Regions from separate parts of the Anas platyrhynchos genome. Here region 1 is linked to region 2. The links are chromatin contacts, called in public Hi-C maps. All regions are on one chromosome and are shown on one strand. Each heading gives the region's core, a stretch centred on a gene start, on an enhancer-like site or on the middle of the called end of the contact. The rest is flanking DNA. Distances are from core to core; before and after follow the strand shown.

What was found. Hi-C and Micro-C count contacts between places; a contact is called where the count stands out from the background.
Region 1: a Hi-C map of liver shows a contact between it and region 2, with 3 times the contacts expected there. The contact joins the promoter of LOC139999102 here to the promoter of TBCD in region 2. A contact is called at or near these places in 3 of 8 Hi-C or Micro-C datasets (liver, skeletal muscle and subcutaneous adipose tissue).

What each region holds. Positions count from the first base shown.
Region 1 is chr19:7,331,784-7,335,788 of IASCAAS_PekinDuck_T2T, forward strand. LOC139999102 (zinc finger protein 692-like) reads right to left here and starts at 2,093. Exons shown (of 6, transcript XM_072025843.1): 1 at 1,964-2,093; 2 at 1,455-1,658; 3 at 1,236-1,361; 4 at 921-1,046; 5 at 1-72. The coding sequence starts at 1,651. The coding sequence ends at 66.
Region 2 is chr19:7,188,565-7,192,290 of IASCAAS_PekinDuck_T2T, forward strand. It overlaps TBCD (tubulin folding cofactor D), which reads right to left and starts at 2,135. Exons shown (of 40, transcript XM_038165607.2): 1 at 1,995-2,135; 2 at 885-1,088. The coding sequence starts at 1,077. It overlaps FN3K (fructosamine 3 kinase), which reads right to left. Exons shown (of 7, transcript XM_021267358.4): 7 at 2,485-3,726.

The sequences.
Region 1 (4,005 bases), core at 843-3,342, 140 kb after region 2:
TTCTCCTGACCTAGCTTCCAAGAATTCTTCTGAGCCACTGAATTGCTTTCAGAACCCCAACATGTTCACCTACTAAAATCAAAAGTAAGAAGAATTAGGGAAGTCGCAAAAAAACAGAACAGTGGAAAACAAGATTCAGACAAACATGCTACATGCATTACATACTTCATATTAGCGAAGGGTTTGGACACATCATGCAATGCCAATGTAATGTCCTAGGTTCTCAGTGTCCCCCTGCACACATTAAAAGATACATTTTTAAAGGTCTGATAACTAAGACATGGATGAAATTACAGTTATTCAGTAATACTTGTGGATAATTGAAACCTAAAGAGTAATGGACAAGCATACCTATTTGAGGCTCCTCTGATCTCAACTGTGAATGCCTTAGTGACTGATGACACTGCAGTAAAAGAAATCAGCAGTCGACTGACGGTGTGGTTGCCTCGTTGAGCACAGCACTATTTTTAAACAGGTTAACATGTCACTTTGTATGTATTATTACTCAAACAGTAAACAATTAAACATTTTTCTTTTTAGAAATGTTAAAGCACACACTACAATCACATGTGCCTGTAGACTGTATCACCGTGAAGGCTCATTATTTACTAAAGTGACTAATATACGTAGAGCAGCTATTTTCTTGTTCCACTCACAAATTATATATGATTAAGGAAGGCAGTCACTGAACAAGCAAGTTTACTGTGTGTACTCCAAGAGAAAACTTTTCCAAAATCTCTCATTGATTCTTGCCTCACAAAGACTGGACCAACCGTTAACTACTGAGATGCTTTTAGGTAAGAAATTAGAGCATGAATGACATGAGTTTCTAATAAGCAAAATTAAAAGTGAAAATTAAAATCCATACAAAATATTTTCAAATGTAAACCATGCAAATAGAACCCCATAGCATCACTAACGTGTCATCCATCTCCGTTGACAAGCAATCATGTGGCATCTCTCTCTCGTCTTTCACAGTGATGATTCTTAAATCTCCAGGTTCAGAACAAGCAGATTCTTTAGACAGCTGGTCATCATTGTCATACCTGCAAATACAACACAGAAAAGCTTCTACAAAGGGTCTCCAAATTATACAATTTGATGAAATTAGCTGTATAGTTTTCTCTTGCATATGACCCACCCCCCTTCTTTAAAAGCAGTTGCCATCTTCTAAATGCTATCAAGAAAGAGATTTAATCTACCCCATTCACACACAAAGAGAGCATAATACTAACGTTCCATCAGCTGCTATCAAGGAAGTGCTGTCTGACAACACTTTTTCGTCTCTCACACACTTTCTCCTCACACTGCCTGGGAGGGAACAGATCGGAGCTTTTAACAACGGGTCGTAACTGTCATACCTATAAAGAAAACATACAGCTGGTGTTAAATTAATGCCAGGCGTTATTTACTTGGGACTGGTAAACAGAGGAGAACTGAGACAGCCTACTCACAAGTCCAACAAAAAGCCCGCCACTTCAGCATCGTTCCTGAAGTCCAGCTTCTCCTTGAGCGTCAGCCAGCGGTCGATGTGGCTTCCCACATAGATCCTCGTCTTCCCCCTCCTCCTATCCAGGCTCTGCTTTCTCTTTTTCTTTTCCAAAAACGACAACACCGGGGGCCTTCCGCATCTCTTGGTTGGCAGCGACATGGCGAGCCTAGAAGCGGAGGAGAGGCCGTTACGAGAGCTCGGGTGACCGCCTGCAACCCCCTCGGGCACCACCACGGCGAGCCCTCCCCTCCCACGACTTTAAGGCCCTGCCAGGCTGTGTGAGGGTGAAACCAGCCCCAGGCGGCCGCGCTGACGGGAACCGCGGCGGCCCGGCCCTAAAGAGGGATCCACCCGTTCCCTCCCCATCCCCCCGAGCCGCTCCGTGCGGGAAGGGGCCGCCCGGGCGGCAATTTCCAGTCAGAGCGGAGCGGGCCGGGGGCCCTGAGCCGGCCGGGCCCCCCCGACCCTCACCCGCGGCCCGCTCGGCGCCTCAGGGAAACGCGGGGCACGTGACCAGAGCAGGGGCCCGCGCGCGCTGATGACGAGAGGCCGCCCGTGAAGGGGCACGGGGCGGGGCCGCGTCCGTCCCTCAGCGCCGGGCTCGTTGGGGGGAAATAAATCGGGTAATAACGGGGTGTCAACGGTTCCGAGGGTTAAAATCCCTGCCGAAACGTTAAATTCCCTTCTAAAGTGTTAAAATCACGTTTAAAATGTTAAGGCATGCGCTTAATTACGCTCCTATCCACTCACAGCATACGGCTACCTGAAGGAAGCTGTGGGGAGCTGGGGTCAGGTTCCTCTCACAGGTATCTGTGACAGGACCAGAGGGAATGGCCTCAAGCTGCACCGGGGGAGGTTCAGGTTGGAAATGAGGAGACATTTCTGCTCAGAAAGAGCAGTCAGGCGTTGGGACGGGTTGCCCAAGGCGGCTTCACTGTCCCTGGGGGAGTTCAAGGTTGGACGTGGTGCTTGGGGACATGGGTCAGTGGGTGACATTGGTGGTAAGGGGTGGTTGTAGCAGATGATCCTGGAAGTCTTTTCCAGCCTTAATGATTCTAGAATTTAAGGATGCTGAGGTAACAAGAGGCAGCCACAAAGCAAGTTACAGCTGGTGACACTGGGCTTCTGTCCTATACTGGTGGGCAACCCGTCACCTCACGAGCCGTGTCACAGCCACACAGCAGTGTTTCGGCTGATCAAATAGTACTCAGGAAAAGGTATTATGTACTCAGTAAAAAGGTATTATGACAGTAAAACTTTAAATCTGCCTTTTATAACTTCAGTAAAGGCGTTATAAACAACAAAAAAATGCTTTTCTTCCAAGTGATGTTTCCCAGTACGAACTGCAAAAACTCTATTTTACCTTCTGAAAGGCCAGATTCAGGGACAAAACTAGAATGTTCTCCTGAGCAGCAGGAAATATTTGAATTTTGACTTACGTGTTGAAAGGGAAATACTAAATAAATTATACCAAAAAAAAAAATAATTAAACATTTAAAATGTAGAGCCTGTGCTGTCACAATGTATTATAACAAAGGCATTACACAGAGCAGGCATTCTGCCAGTTTCTCAGTGCTTCCATATACTACATTTTGAAATAAATGACTAAAAAGACAAAGCAGATTTCCTAGCAATGTTTCTGGGTAATTTTATCTAAACAATGAGGACAATTGCACCAGCCATTTTTTAATAATTTTATTTCTACTGCCAGTTTTGATAGAATCACCATAATAAGTCAAATGGGTTAGCTTAAGAATTAATGGATGACGAGCATATAGCAAATGATTCTAGCATATTGAAGCATTTATTTGCCTCTGCTGAGCAACTTGACCCAAGTAAAGTAAATAGTGGTAAAAAAAATCAAAAGATTTCACTTGAAAATAAAGAACAAAAGAAAAAAGACACTATGTTCTTAAACACAGGTCATTATGTTTAATCATTTACAGGAGTATGTCAGCAGATTTTCATTTCAGTGAAAGTTAATTGTGAACTGTAAGCTTTAAAATAATTATTGTAGTATAATTATGGGTTTAATAAGAATTGCTCAGAATTGCACAAATTCTCTGTGATGAACATATGTGAAGATAATCCCTTGTATTTCACCTTTTTCATATAAAATATGCAATAATTCCTCTTCTCTCACCATCATATATGTGCAATACATATTTGATGCTGATGCTCACAAAGAAATATGGCTATTTAAGGGGCTTTTATAATTATTTCTTCCAATCTACTTGACAAATATAGCTATTATCTGTATAGATCTACATTCCAAACAACATTACTGTGTAAGCTATTGAAAGTTGTGTGCTTTTAAGTTCCTGATTATCTAAAAATAACAAAGCTGCTAGAAACAAGGGGATGCTAACACTGTTTCTTTCTACCAAACATAAGCAAATATGTAGTGACTCACCTTTCATGCTAATTTAGTAACTTAAGCAAGTTTATGCTCTTAAACACACTTGTAAAGTTAAAAATAGCATTTAAAAATAAAGCTGCATGTCTGTGTTCTC
Region 2 (3,726 bases), core at 885-3,384:
CATGTACGGTGCATATCAGTACTGTTAACATTAAAGTACATGTTAACCCTGTATTTAGTGAACAGTGATACTTCTGATACTGATACCTGTTATACAGCTACATCCCCCTACCTTCAAATGACACGTTCCCAAGTGCAAAAGTCAGTGTTTCAGTAGGTAGCAATACCATTTTTCTCCTAAAATTTTATGTGATAGAGTGGAAATGCGTGCAGGAGGACCATAAACACAGTCTAAATAAACCAAGGCAGTGCATACAATGTGAAAGAGGCACAGCAGGATGATCAGCTGCAGGAGAGATGGCTTTTCAGCAGCTAAGGCTTTTCAGTATGTGTTTTCCTATGCCATCAAATTCTGCCATCTCACCTGTGACACTGAACAATCAACACAAATACATTCCTGCTACTTCTCTCTGATCAGTTAGATGTTCACTGTTAGCCTCCTTGGACAGATCACTGTCAGTTCATTTAATAGGGTAATTTCTGCAGGATCAGATTTCCAAATTTATGGTTCTTAGGTTTATTGCGTGCCTACCTAGTTTTATTTTGTCAAAAACAGACAATAAAACAGTATCTTGACCATTAGATTTGGCTAATTTTTTGACCATCATCTTTTGCCAAATTATTTTCTGCATTTGAACAGGAGGCAGAAGGCTACACAGGGCTCCTGAGATCTCTTAAATACAAGGCTCAGCTTCTAACTGGTGTGTGCGAGCAGGACATGCATGCATCTGGAAAACCATGAGGTAAAAATGAACCCAAGGTACCTGTTGAAAGAAGTTCCAGTATTATAATTACACCAAAATCAACGTTTTAGTCCTTTTTTTTTTGGTAAGACCCCTCCTTCAAAGGCCACGACAGCGCGCAGCCCCCGGTCGCCGTGCTCACCTATGAACTTCTCCACGGCCGTTTCCCGAGCCGCCCGGTCCCCGCACACGGCCGCCAGGCCCCCGACGAGCCCCCGCACCTCCTGGCTCTCCGTGAAGCTCTCCAGGGCGCTCCCGCGGGCGATCGCATCCAGCTCCTGGGCCCTGCTCTCCTCCGCCTCGGGGCCCAACGCGTCCGCCTCGCCCAGAGCCATGGCGGCGGCACCTGAGGGGGCAGTGGCCGCGTTACGCCTGCCCCGGCCTGAAGCCGCCCCGACCGCTCCGCTCCCCGCTCCCCTCAGGCGCCGCCACCGCCCCTCACGGCCGAGGCCGGGCCCGGCCCCGCCGCCCCTCACAGCCCGCTGGCGGCCCCGGGCCCCCCTCCCCGCCCCGTTACCCTGGCAACCGCCGCGCTCCCCGCTCCGCTCCCCGCGCGCCGCCGGCCGCAGGCTGCCTCCTACGGGGTGCCGCGCGGGCCGAAAGGCGCAGGGACGGCTCCGCGGCCCCGCCCCTGGAGAAGGGCGGGCAGCTGAGGGGAGGCCCGGCCCCGACGGGGGGGGGGGGGAGGTAAGGGGGATGGCGCTGACAGGCAAAGCGGGGTGTGTGGCCGTGGTGCTTGGAAACTATGAGGCATTTCTGATCAGGAAGAGAGGGCAGGCGTTGGAAGGGGTTGTTCAGGGAGATGGTGGAGTCACCGTCCCTGGGGGTGTTCAAGGAAAGGTTGGACGTGGTGCTTGGGGACATGGCTCAGTGGGTAACATTGGTGGCAGAAGGGTGGTTATACCAGATGATCTTGGAGAGCTTTTACAACCCTTATGATCCTAGGATTCTATAATTCAAGAGGCTCAGCACCACGGTGCCACCACCAAAGCTTTCTGGTGGCCCTAAAAACTGAGGGGGATTTGCCTCAGGGCATTTTTCACAGGTTGAAAAAGGGCAGATGAAAGGCACTCAGTTCTCTGTTACCCCTCATCACCTCTGTTTCTTAACAGTTGTACAATCTTGGGGGGCAGGCAGGGTAATTGTCAAGTCAAAACTAAATCACAGAAAATTCTGGAAACAAAGGTGGAATGGTGAAAGCTACAGAAGAATGGGGAAGGAAAAGAAATGGCTGCCCCCTTACAGCACTTACTAGTTCTTGGGTCAGATTCTTCCTGCAAGGTCCCTGAGGAAGATGCTTGGCCATACTCCACCCCTAGACGTACCACGTTTCCATCCCCTCATCTTTTACCACACATCTTCCTCTGCCACTGAATATTTTACGAGATAGCAGCACTACATTTCCACTTCTCTCTTGGCACGTTGCCAGCTCTAAAAAACTGAAGCCAGAGTCTAAAGTAAGACATTGAGCAAATCACCTCAGATTATCTTTTCACGTGGTAGAAAAAGCACTCCCAAGGATCAGACCTCACCACTGTCTGGGGGGAGATGAGTCACCCTCAGAGGTGGTCCTTCCTCTCCTTTGATTACAAAAGGAAAATCAGAGAAACATTTAAATCTGGTCTGGATATAAGGCCAAGTGACTTCTTGACCAGTATCTAGCACCTCCATTCATACTCAAATATCCATCTTCAGGCTCAAATTCATCATCACAACCACAAAAGGCAGAGAGACATAATAGCTAGTTTCTGCAGTGCAATTATTTTATTGGACAATTAAAATTCTTAAGTTCATATGTACTTCGCAACACAATATCTGCATTTTTGCAAAAATTAATACTAGTATTCATGCATTTTGCTGTTTAGTGGGACCTGAATCTAGCTGTCAGCTACAATTTCAACTGTATTCTCACTCTATTATTCCATTTCTCCACTGCTATAATTGTATCAAGTGTTATAACCCCATTCATTGTAGCCCAAATTCAAAGGAAGTAAAAAAATTAAACTATTTGTATTACATTACAGAGAACTAAATGATTTTTCAATAATGCAAATTACAAAATATAACTTTAAGAACTCTTTATAGCACAGCCATTTAAAGCTGATAGAAAGTCTAAATATTTGAGCATTTCTGAATATAACATTTTAGGTATTAGTAATTACAGCCCTCTGAATCCTAAAGACATAGGTTCTTTGATTCTCGTTCACATATCCTGATTCATATAAGTATATGCTGGACTGTACTTACACTTACTTTCTTTATCACTTTCTTCCATTAAAAACACGTGACTTGGTTAATATACTCTAGCTCAAATTGTATGCCAGTGTTTTGTTGCCCAGTTTTCTCCCCACATCCTCATTGCCTGTGTTTTCTAAAAAAATAAAACAGGAATACTAAAAAACAGTATAAGTCCATCCAATTTGACAGCATACAAGAAAACTGCAGTGGCAGAACAGACTTGCCTTACCTACTGTACATTAATTTCTAAAATTGAAACATGGAAAACACCAACCGACACAGCAGCAAAATAGATACTTTCTCATCATGAAAAGAAGTAAACCTCTCTCCTACTCTTTGCTGTTTTTACAGTTATTTAAGTGTTACTATCATAGTACAACACATTGACATATCATATTAAAATGATATGATATTGTCAAACTTGTGTGGTGACAATCCACTTTCTGACTGTACAGTTAATTACCAAGGAATTCCAGAGACATCCCTTTTAAGAAATACCATTGTGACTGAACTTCTCATATGGCAAGAAAAACAAAAGGGTACAATTAAATTACATTAAATTAAAATAAATATTAGAAATGCTATTATATGTGTTTGCCAAAAGCAGTCCAAAGGACCCTGTTTACCTTTAAATCAAAAAGAGAATGTTTTCATTTTAAGATTCATAGAATCTGATTTAAATTTTGGATCATAGCTCTTACATGGGAAAGAAACAAAAACAAACATAAATGGGAAAAGGGGTGCAA